Linked DNA regions of Mus musculus: region 1 is linked to region 2. The links are chromatin contacts, called in public HiChIP or PLAC-seq maps. All regions are on one chromosome and are shown on one strand. Each heading gives the region's core, a stretch centred on a gene start, on an enhancer-like site or on the middle of the called end of the contact. The rest is flanking DNA. Distances are from core to core; before and after follow the strand shown.

The links. HiChIP or PLAC-seq counts read pairs in DNA pulled down with a chosen protein or histone mark.
Region 1: an H3K27ac HiChIP or PLAC-seq map of T-cell acute lymphoblastic leukemia shows a contact between it and region 2, with 2.0 times the contacts expected there. The contact joins two enhancer-like sites. A contact is called at or near these places in 3 of 484 Hi-C or Micro-C datasets (the HPC-7 cell line and nephron progenitors) and 3 of 115 datasets of contacts at active chromatin or transcription factors (T-cell acute lymphoblastic leukemia, a colorectal cancer cell line and regulatory T cell precursor).

What each region holds. Positions count from the first base shown.
Region 1 is chr9:86,445,740-86,451,429 of GRCm38.p6, forward strand. Ube2cbp (ubiquitin-conjugating enzyme E2C binding protein) reads right to left here. Exons shown (of 10, transcript NM_027394.2): 3 at 3,024-3,114. Among named protein-coding and RNA genes, the nearest start is that of Ube2cbp, 16 kb to the right of the region's middle. Within about 2 kb of position 4,067, at least 16 of the 459 cell types and tissues checked have an H3K27ac peak or open chromatin away from gene starts, as enhancers often do. A contact at or near this core is called in T-cell acute lymphoblastic leukemia, where this site is marked.
Region 2 is chr9:86,369,077-86,374,713 of GRCm38.p6, forward strand. It overlaps Ube2cbp (ubiquitin-conjugating enzyme E2C binding protein), which reads right to left. Exons shown (of 10, transcript NM_027394.2): 9 at 3,265-3,403. Among named protein-coding and RNA genes, the nearest start is that of Ube2cbp, 93 kb to the right of the region's middle. Within about 2 kb of position 4,270, at least 28 of the 459 cell types and tissues checked have an H3K27ac peak or open chromatin away from gene starts, as enhancers often do. A contact at or near this core is called in T-cell acute lymphoblastic leukemia, where this site is marked.

The DNA of each region.
Region 1 (5,690 bases), core at 2,817-5,316, 76 kb after region 2:
ACAAGCAGAGACTCAGGGAGCCCATCCAGAGTTGTGTTGTTCGCTGTCCAAGATGGAGATGAATATACACCTTGAGCCACTTCAGATCCGTGCTGCTCGGGACATCCTCGCAGGTTAGACACAAAGGTGCGCTGTGCAAGGGCTGGGAGGAGGCCTGCATTCCTCATCTTACTCTGACTGCTACTGACATGTGGACCATCATCCTCAGCCCCAAAGAGACATTCAACTAGACAATTTGCTGGTTTACTAATAAAAGAGCATCTAGGGCTAGAGAGATGGCTCAGTGGTTAAGAGCGCTGACTGCTCTTCCAGAGGTCCTAAATTCAATTCCCAGCAACCACATGGTGGCTCACAACTATCCGTAATGGGATCTGATGCCCTCTTCTGGTATGTCTGAAGAGAGCAAAGGTGTACTCATATACATAGCTTAAATAAATAAATCTTTAAAAAAATTTTAAAAAAATAAAAGATCATCTAGTTTACTAATAAAAAACAATCCAGAAAGGGGAGAAAGAATCAATAAAACCGATTAAAATGCTTGTTGAGCACTTCCTCTGTTATATATTTTACATTGCTTAGCTTTCTTGGTAAGCTTGGAAAATATGAATTATTAGAAGGCTTTGGCTAGAAGAAGCTAAGGTGGTACAAACAGATCCTCTCTGTCTTCTCAGTGAGAAAGCCAAAGTTCATACCCGTGTTCCACTCTCAGGTGGGGAGAATGCCACACCCCCTGACAGTCAAGGAGAAAGACAGCTGTCTTTCACCATCAGCCCCACAACCTCCCCATTCTCAACTGGAGAATCATAGACAGGTCTGACACAAAGCAGATGGTCCCAGTCCTGGATAGGAGAGACAGGCACTATAGTGAGGCCCTTTCCCAACAAAGCGCAAATACCAGGCAATAGTAGAGCAGCATTTTTCTTCTGTCATAGCACCAACCAAGAATGTAAGTGTTCCGGCCATAACTTGCATATTGCATGTGGCACGGGATGAGACATTTCAGAAACTTCATCTGAGAATTAAACCCGAGCCTGGGACAGATTGAGAGAAGGCCAGGATATACGGAGATCTCTTAGCTCTTTCAGAAGTGGATCTGCCTCTGGTGCAGATCGGGAGCAACTTCCTCTCTGTAGATTTAAGACCCCTTCGTTTCTTACTCGTGCCAATCACTAAAAAGATGCTCTGTGTGCAACTTCCTTAAATCTTGAGGGTGCATTTGTGCTAGCTCATCTACTTGGAACCCTGCTGAGATCAGGAGGCAAGCAAGAACAGCTGGTAGGAAGCCAAAATACACACACCTAGCTTTACTCCAGCCAACCCAGCAACACTCGCTAAGAACACACTTTTTCTCTGGGCACCACGCCTGATGCTGAGGGATGCTGGTAAGAATGATTACTGCAATAGCTATCAGCGAATGGTGAATGCTTACCCGGCACCAGGCATGGCTAGAACCACTTGAATCATCAGACCCTATCAACAGCACTACAAGGTAAGTCTTACTGTTAGCTACACTTTCTCAATAAGGACTTATTGGATAATAAGTTATCCAAGACCGCTGGGATAGTGAATGGTGGATGGAAACACGCCTTGCCACTGCTGACTCCCTCTCTATGCTATACAATCAAGAAAGCAGGAACAAAGGACACGGAAGTCAGTGTGGCTCTTCCCATTCTTCAAGCCCAGCGTGCGTAGACAGGCAAAGGAACCTCAGGAGAGTACCTGATGCAACCCAGGAGAGAGACAAGGCTCGCTACATCACAAGACAAGCGAATGCTATGTCAGCTGAGTTAGCAGGTGGTGACTAACCAGGGAGGAAGAGAGGGTGGAGTAGCCTTCAGGAAAGGGAGCTGCATTCAGGAAAGGGAGTAGCCTTCACGTTAGGGATATCCTGTAAAGATAGGATTCAGAAAACCCGGCAAAGGTATGGAACACATGCTCATGACCAGGCCCGTGTGATACCTGTAAGCTTGGCAAGGAGGGAGGAGGCTGAAATGGGAGGGAGGACCGGAGAGCTGCTGCGGTAGGCAAAGGATTCCTGGGCTCCATCCAGGAAGAACAACTGTTCTTCAGAAGACATACTCGGTGGTGGTGGGGGGGGGGGGGGTGCATCTGCACAGGGCAGAACCAGAAGCAGGCTGAGCAGGCAGAAAGCTGCTGACTAAGTGCCATTAGGTGGGGAGACAGTGGGCAAAGGCAGGTGACTTCAGCTCTAAAGGCAATGAACGGCCACAGTGGCTGATGACTCTGTATGGGGAACAGAAGACATCTACCAGGCAAAGGTCTGGCATTATAGCGCCAGGGACATTGAGAAAGGAGCAGACTTCAGAAAGGAAGCATCCCTTGCTGGTCCCAGGCACCTGACTTAGAAAAGCCATCAAAGAACACCAAATGCTTCCATTAAATACCGCTAACAGTAATGCTTTCAGCCGTCTTCCACGTGAGTCGTTGCTAGAAGCTGAAAATTCAGAGGAAGCATTTGTGCCCAAGAAACTGGAAAGCTCACTTGAGGAAGAGGGAAATGGGAATGCTGAGGAAATAGCTAAGAGTCCTTCCCTTCTCCACAGGGTAATTATGGCACATCACCAGTGCCGGTTACAAGATTAACCTAATCACCGAGAAAAGGTTAATGAGTGCTCCGTATGCTCCATCTTACACGCAGGGGAGCTAGGAAATGGGTTTTAGAAAAGCCCTGACTGAGCTAGCACAGATAACAAAGTCCTGCTGCACAGCTTCTAACAGGTAGAAACTTCACTTTCTGTGGAAACCTTCACACACCCTCAGACCAAAAGGGACACACAGGAGATCAACTCCATGGTTCTCTGCTCAGTGACGGGCCCAGCTCTTCCACCATAACCAGCTTCCTCCCTCAGACCAGACTCCCGTTCCGCTCCAGCACCACGGTGAGAGTCGGGCTTCACTTTGTTCCAAGTGACACTAAGTCGGCTCTTACTTTAAGGCCCTCCACAGTTCCCTTGGTAATTACTCCCAGAAACAGTTTAATCAGGGTTGGACACATTCCTTACCTGTCCTTTATCGTGACTTCACCACAGGACTGGCAATAAAAGGTGCAACATTCTTGGGCTTGCAAGCTTTGATTAAACACTGAAATCGGCTCTGAAGGAAATCAACAGAGTTTTAGAGGTTTGGAACAAATTATCATATTTAAAGAGTTTGCTAGCACAATAAATTACCAGCAATACACGCTGTTTACGGTTTACTCTGAAGTGTAGGCTTAATTAGAACTATCCAATGACTCAACCAGAAGCAAACACTGCCAAGTGTTTCCAAAAACAAAAGACATTTTGCTTAGAATTCCTGAGCCAGGAGCTGCCCTAGATTACCATGGAACATACTGGTGAGTTCCTTCTCTCATTCCATAAATACAGTAAATTCTATATTAACAATGAGGAGAGATGGACTTCTAACATGTAAGTTCAATCTGGCTTTCTCACTTTTTATGTTTACGGTTTATGTCCACCCCTGCCCATTACACAGTATGAGCAAGCAAAATGAATGGCTAGACGGGTCTCTGTGGAGCAGACCTAAGGAACGCAAAGCTCTGTAGAGTGTCCTCACCCAAGAGCAAAATGCAGTGTCTGCTGAAGCTGTGGGAGATGGGTGTGAGAGGGAGGGGAGATACTGGGTGCTATGGGAACACATGGACTTCCCACACAGCTGCAGTGGATAGCTGTTCCCCTCATTCCTGATGTCTCATTTGTAAATGAAGGTAAGTTTTATGTAAAAAAAAATACTGTATTACTAGTCTATAAAAAAACCTAATTGAATTAATGAAGTCCTAGTTATTAGAAGCGAAGAATAGAATCCACTTGCTGTTCTTTTGTGTGTAGTTTAAGATGCTTTTCAGATGCCAGAAAGTTTAAGTCCTGGCAATTAAAAAACTCTGCAGTTAATCTCTAAGTGTCTACACAAATCCCTGCTGCACGGAGGTTAAATAAACAGTATTATTCTCTAATGCGGAGCATCGATAACGAGGACCTAGGTGAGCCCTCCAACGGGCTAGCCAGAATGAATCCGTTTCCAGTGGAACACTGCCCTCTGCTGGCCACTGGGTCGTGTGGCATCCTGGATAAGCATTGCTGCTGGGAAAGATGTATCCCCAGGTCAAATTCCACACACAAGAGGTCACCACTTCACCTACACTAACCTCCAAACGGTGTAGTGTGCCAGGGTGATGTGTATCATGATTGCTCCGGAAAGCGTGGTCTTACAGCTGAAAACGCAACGCTTGAAAACCCTGAGACATAATTAATGCTAAAAATTTCAAGTTACTTCCTACAATATTTAGATTCCAGTGCACACCAGTATTCACCTACCTGATTGTCATTCATGCAGCAAATGCTTAGCCCCCACCTATTATGCAAAAAGCACTAAAGCAATCAAAGATGGAGGAACCTGCTTTACACAGATCTTCATGCACCAGAGAACAGGCTTTGAAAGTTCCCTTTTCAGGTATTTGAACAAAATGTTTCAAAAAACACAAAGAAATAGTCCAACAAACACAAACAATACACAAACCAGCACACAGCAGTGGATTTATTTTGTCCATGGTTAGAATATTAAATGTTGCTCATTAACTGAAAATGTTGAAAATAATTCAGTTGCAGACTATGATTAGGCAACAAACCCAAATTCTATGTCCCTGAGGGTCTCCATCAGAGTCCCAGGGAACAAGGTGGCTCTCGTGCCTGCCTTCTGCCAGTTTCCAAACTCAACAGGAAGTTCCTGCGTGCTGTGGGGGAGCTGGGGGAGAGGAACAATTTTTGTTTACTTTTTCCTTTTCAGGATTCAATGTCATTCCAGGTGTTTATCAGATGTCACTTAAGCATGTCAGGACATCTCTTTTTCCTGTTCCTTGTTTCTAAAATTGTTTCTGCATACTTTAGCCATTCACTAATTCAGAAATTAGCAAAATTACCCTTAGGCCAGAAAAAGAAAAAAAAAAGAGTAACATCCCCCCCCCCCTCCCCAACCACCCCCATCTTCTCTTGTCTTTCCAAAGCCAGGGGATAGCTTCATGTCTCTTACAGGCTTTTTGGGACAATCCTGTTGTCCCCACCTCTAGACTCTACATAGTTCTGATAAAGTACCTACAGATGGCTCAACAATAAGGTCTCAGGGTGTCATAGACACAAGCAAAGCCTTTCTCTGACACGAAGCATCAACACGGTTCCTTCCAATGCTGTCTGCCTTGTCTATTATAGCACATTGTAAGAAATGCAATGAGCAGAATTTAAAAAAAAAAAAAAAAAGTCATGAGAGCTTACAAAAAGAAAAGGTTTACTACCTAATTGCATCGAGATGCATTTTGAGTTTGTATACAACCACAATCCAACCACAACAATATTATATTATGTCTCTACTTGTACTGTTCCATCTAAAATGGTCTCTTCATAGCCGGGATAATGTCTACTGCTCAAACTGTCACGCCCTCAGGGTGGCCTTCACGAAACTCAGTCACTCCCCACAGCATTACTCTGTTACTGTGCCCACAGCATTGTGCTGTTTCCAACTTAATTATCTGCTCAGCATCTGTTGTTCCCGCCCACTAGGACACACACTCCACATTACCAGACAGCTATGTGGCTTGTGGGCATCTGTGTTTCCAGCACCCATATCAAACGGCTCACACACACCTCGTAGAAGCTAACCTGTCTGCTGAATGAAAACAT
Region 2 (5,637 bases), core at 3,020-5,519:
CCCACTGTTTGAGAAGTCTCTGTCCCTCGCGGTAGAGAGGCATGGTTGGGCTCATGGCAGTAGGAGAGAGAGTAGCAAGCTGTTCACAGCTCAGCAGCTAGGAATGCAGGCTACACCTAAGGACAGGCATAGCCTGCAAAGACCTGCCCACAGTGGACAATTTTGGTTAAGCCAGCTCCTCCTAAAAGGTTCTGAAACAGCATCACAAGCTGGCTGGACACTCAAAGACACGAGTCTATGAGGCTCTTTCAGATTCGAAGCTTCACACCCCCTGCTCCCACACAGCACGAGCTTCACTAGAGGAAGAGGACAAATGGATGCAACCATTACACAGGGCAATAGGGTTAAAAAAATAACAGTGATGAGGAGAAGGGAACTCAGGGAGGGAGTCAAACTAAGCTCTTGTGGGAGGGGACACCTGATCTGAGACCCAAAAGCAAGAGAGAACCAGCCATGTAGAAAGACCTGGCACAGAATATTCTCCTAATAGCGGAGAAAACAACCAGAACACTGTTGCTGTGGCCTGGGAGCACAGGAGTGAGGAGAGAAAGGACAGCAGGGTCCAGTGCAGCTCAGCTTCACAGGGCAGAACAATGAGCAGTGGGGGTTTTCCTTTTATCAGAGCAGAAAGCCATGGGGAAAATTCTAAGTAAGGAATGATTACGCCCATCCTCTTCTTGGGGCCTCCACAGTAACTAAAAGCAGTGATTCTCGAAGAAATCTGCATCTATTTGCAGATAACCATACTGGGGAGATTACATGTTATCACAGAGCTCAGGAAGCTAGAATTGTGACATTTGCACCAAAAACGACACGTTATAATACAGAGAGTGAATTCAGCTCTGCTCGCAGTCATTGCCACAGCCTGGGAAGTAGAGAACTGGAAAGATAAGGCTGGGCATCATAACCAAGTTATTCTGCTACTTCGCAGCTCTTGCTAAAAGAGCTCTTAGAGAGAATGTGTGGCCCTCTAATGAGTTCCCATTAAAACCCAGCTCAAATGCAGGCAGAACTAGCAGCTCTTCTCTCAATGCTCAGAAATGACTAAGTAGGTGTCACAAAGATGAAATGACTAAGTAGGTGTCACAAAGATGAAATGAAGAATATGTCTCTCCAGTGCTGCCAGGAGCCTTCTCTATTTTCTCTGATGCTTTATGTGGAGTTAGGGCCTGCTGAGGGTCATTCCCAGAATGCTCCTGGAGAGAATACATCCCACATCTTTCCTGGGGTAAGGACAGGGATGGACTTCAACAGGCGTTGTTCATAAGACTCTGCAAAGTTTCTCATGTTCTGTGATGATCACTCAGCAAAGGACAGAGACCAGAAGTCAGGAGGCCATGGGAAAGACCCAGCCACTGATGCTCTGACAGATCTCAAAGCTCCTGTCATTAGAGATGCTGGGAGCACACTGATGTCACTGATGAAAGGATGCTCTTCCATGCATCTGTGTTTATATGATGCTGAGATGCCACCCTTAAAGGGTGAAGGTAAAAAAAATATCAGTTCCTTCTCTCAACTCCCTCTGCCTCTATTTAGATTATTCCTGGACTTCTAAGCTCGTTGAAACTTCTGTTCAGGTTGCTTTGTAATAAAATTATTCTCAGTTTAGATCATACATGAAAGACTATCCTATCTCCCCTAATATGGCATAAAATTCCAGAAGTAGGGACCGCCACCTGATATAAAAATCTCAAATACTCCATGAGAGACAGAAGAGAATATACTATGAATGTTGCTCTCCTGAAATGGCTGCTAAGTTGTACCTCTCTCCATAGAAAGAGATGGTCATAATCAAAGGTTTGTGCTACTCATTACAAGGACTGATTACAGAATTTTAAATCATATCTGGTTCAAGGTGGCATACAAATAAAACATTTTATATTAATGTAAAATGACAGAGTATATGTGGACACCCTGGAAGATACAGATGATAGAATCCACCTCTACCTACATTCATGTTTCTCAACTCACAATATTTCAGCATGGTGTGTATGTGTGTGTGTGTGTGTGTGTGTGTGTGTGTGTGTTGAGGAGGAGTAACGATGATGCAGCTTCAGTTTGGTCTCCAGCAGACCAGAGGTCATCTGGAGTTTCCCTCCTGCAGAAGGAGAGAGTGTGATTTAAGGTCCCTCTACATGTCTGGGATTGAAGTTGGTTAACAATAGAGAAAGAGTGATACAGAAGCCAGTGTCTGAACTTTGTGTTGGCACCCACGGTTCAGACAAAGGAAGTGACTCACAGAGACAACAGATACAACAGATCTCCAAGAAAATATGGAGTAAATTACACTGGAACACATGCTTTTGATCCATTTCCTGAATTTTCCATGTCCTGTTTGCCATGCGACAGAGAAACACTAAGTCACACTTTCTGCTCTTGGCACTGTCCTAGAATATATCAGCAACCCTTCCCAGGAACTGCCCACTCTACCTGCACTCACTTCCTGGCAGTGCGTGCCTCTCCCACCAGTGTCTGAGATCTTATGAATATTATTCTACTCTTGTAAGCCAGAGAGATGCACTCAGTTTTATTCAGTAGCTTTAGGGTCACAGCACAAGCCACTACTTAACTCTCATCCTTAGTTTCCATTTGCCACCTCATGTGACAATTTATTGGCTGCTAAGGAAGACTTATACTCCTGTCATCCAGTCTACATGAGCAGCAGGGAACTATACAAATAAATACCCAGGGCGGGGAGAAGGGCTGAGGGGGGGCTGAGGAGAGAGAATGGTCCTGAGAACATGGATTCTCCAGCCCTAGTAAACGCCCAGTCAGCATCTGCCTTCAAGCCACTGAAAATGACCCAACGGCTTTGCTCTAGAGCAGTGGTTCTCAGCCATTAGGTCATGGGGGTTGCATACATATATCCTGAATTGATATATTCATGACAATTCACAACAGTAGCAAAATTACAGTTATGAAGTAGCAGTGAAATTATTCTATGTTTGGGGGGTGCTCTATAGCATGAGGAGCTGTTTAAAAGCTGTTGTCACAGTGTTAGGAAGGCTGAGAACCTCTTGGCCAGATCTTCTTGCCACTTCTCTTGAGGAAAAGAAGACAGAGGTTAGGGCAAGACCTGGAGATGGAGCTGTGGGTCTGCCCGTGCTAGATAATGCCTGACTTCTGAGGCTTCACGTGGTCCCTCACTGAAGAGAGCATTGTGCTCCTGACTATCATTGTCATTTGAAACTTGCTCGCCATGGACTCTCTCCTGTGAATGACAAGATCTTTGAAAAACCTCTTCATTAAGGAGCTGTTTCTTACCTGGAAGGAATTCATTTGGCGAAGGGACAGAGGCAGGGAGGCATTGTTCCTGGATAGTATTAGCAGCAGCTCCAAACAGGTTGCAGAGGGCAGGGTTAAAGGGTGGACGCTGATGTCACCTTCCCAGGAGCTAGCAAGCCTGAAACACACAGATATGTTAACTTTCATAAATGCCTGGTCGGAATTATTTTAAAAACATGACATGGAGGAGAACTACATCGTGTGCGCGTGTTTATATACTGTCCTCATTATGTGAGAAGAATATATCAAAGGTAAAGATATAAACAAGGTATGGCTTGGTGGGTAAAGGAGCTTTTTGCCACGTCTGAGGACTTGAGTCTGATCCCCAGGACCCTCATGGGGAAAAGACAAAACTGAGTCTGGTGACCTTCAGTGTGTGCTTTGGCATGGGTACATACATACATACACACACACACACACACGTTCACATGCACAAAAAAAAAAAAAAACCCACAGAATAAGTTTTTTATATTCACAAGGTAAAGGTCCAAACCACTTTTATGCTGTTGCTGGCATAAAGCAGACAGAGCACTCATTTTTCAGGTAGTTACTTCATATTCAAATTACAGGAGTCATAGGATGTCCAGGCTGATGGGTGAGACCATCTGGGAGGGGTGGAGGAAGTGATGGCTAACACATTCGCTGTCTCCCATGTTGCACGGGCTCTGTTCACACAGAATGTCTTGATGACCCTTCAGCCACCTAAGCAAGAGCCGTCACTTTCATTTTATAGATGTGGAACCAATCTGCGTGTAGAGGGACTTAGGAAATGTCTGGGTCAGTGACTTTCAGACTTTTAAAGTGTTGGGATCCTTTTGTTCAAAAGTCTTGCGACAGGCCAACTGCCACACAAATAAAAGCCAAGATGCCGTTTGAAGAGGCTGAACTGGCAGGATGTTGCCCTTCATCCTTCAGAGGGGCCCTTGAAGCGGCTTTGTGGGATCTGTGGAGCCCAGTTGAAAAGTCTTTCATGTGACAGAGCAGGAAACTGAGCACCGGGCACTAGACACAGAAAGAGGCCCTGTCTGAGAGGAGGCAGACGTGGAGACAGTGGTAAGGCCGTGTCTAGAATCCTGACTTTCAAGTTCTCCAATTAAGGAGAAACCCCAGGGGACAAGGCTGAGAGGTGATACACGAACAGTACAGCTTTTGCTTCTGTCTCCTTGAGGATTTCCTGTGTGATGCCCACTAGAGCATCTCACCACCATTCTTCTAAAGAGAACAGACATACGAAACACACAGCATGCATACATTTACTTTATACATATATGTATTCTTTTGCCATTTCTATGAACTCAAGCTCTAAAAATCTAACTGTATACAGATCTGTGGTAACTGCCGTTTGAGGAGCATTGGTGGTTGAGTGCATAAGGGGACACGGACATTGTGCAGCTCAGTAGTACTTAGTTCCAGCACCAAGCAGATGATGTATTCTGCTGATCAGTTTCTGATGTGTGTGGCAGAGCAAACTCTGCCTACTGGAGGGACTAGAACAGGCGGCACCCACTTTCCTATATAAGACTGGACTTAGCACGGAAGTGTTTGAATGAATTCTGTGCTGTGGAGATTATTATTTTACATGGGTTGCTTCTGTTCTTCTTTCTGCTTTTACGCATTATATTACATTCTCAACATTTCTCTGAATTAGAGATGATGACAACGCTATCTTTTCTAAAAGTAAAACATCAATTCAGCCCAGTGGCTCAGGCTCACTCCCACCTCTCTCTTTATACCCTCCCCCAAGCCACAGAGCTAAACTTCCGGTCCTGTATAGCACTGAACTATGTACTCTGACCAGAGAGGCAGCTTCTGGGTCTAGAAAGCCCGTATTCCTTCTAGGACTTGAACTTCTCCTAAAAGATGCAGACAGTACCATCTCTCTGGAGAGACCCTGTTTGCTGTTATTTAATAGCACGTGCATATCAACTACCGCACTTACTGCACCGCCATGCCAGTACCCTTACTGGGAATGTCTTCCCATCTCACCCCCTCCAGGCTTAGGATTAGACCTGAATGCATTCCTCTTGCTTTGCAGTCTTATTTGGAAATAAAGATTAGACACTTGCCTCAAAGCTGCTGATTTTACAGACACCCTCAGTTTTGCTTTTCAGTTCTAGGGATCAAACCCAGGGCCTGTGCGTACTTAGCAAGCACTGTACCAGAGCACTACATCCTTAGTCCCACATTCAGTATTATTTGCCTTTGAAGGTATACTAGAAATGTTCTCCCCTTACAATATGTTTAGAAACCAATTTAAGCACCCAGAAGTCACACTTTGAACCTCACCAACCACAATAGGGCTCACTGAAGCTATCTGCATTCTGAAAATTAATGTATACTAAAAATATTTGC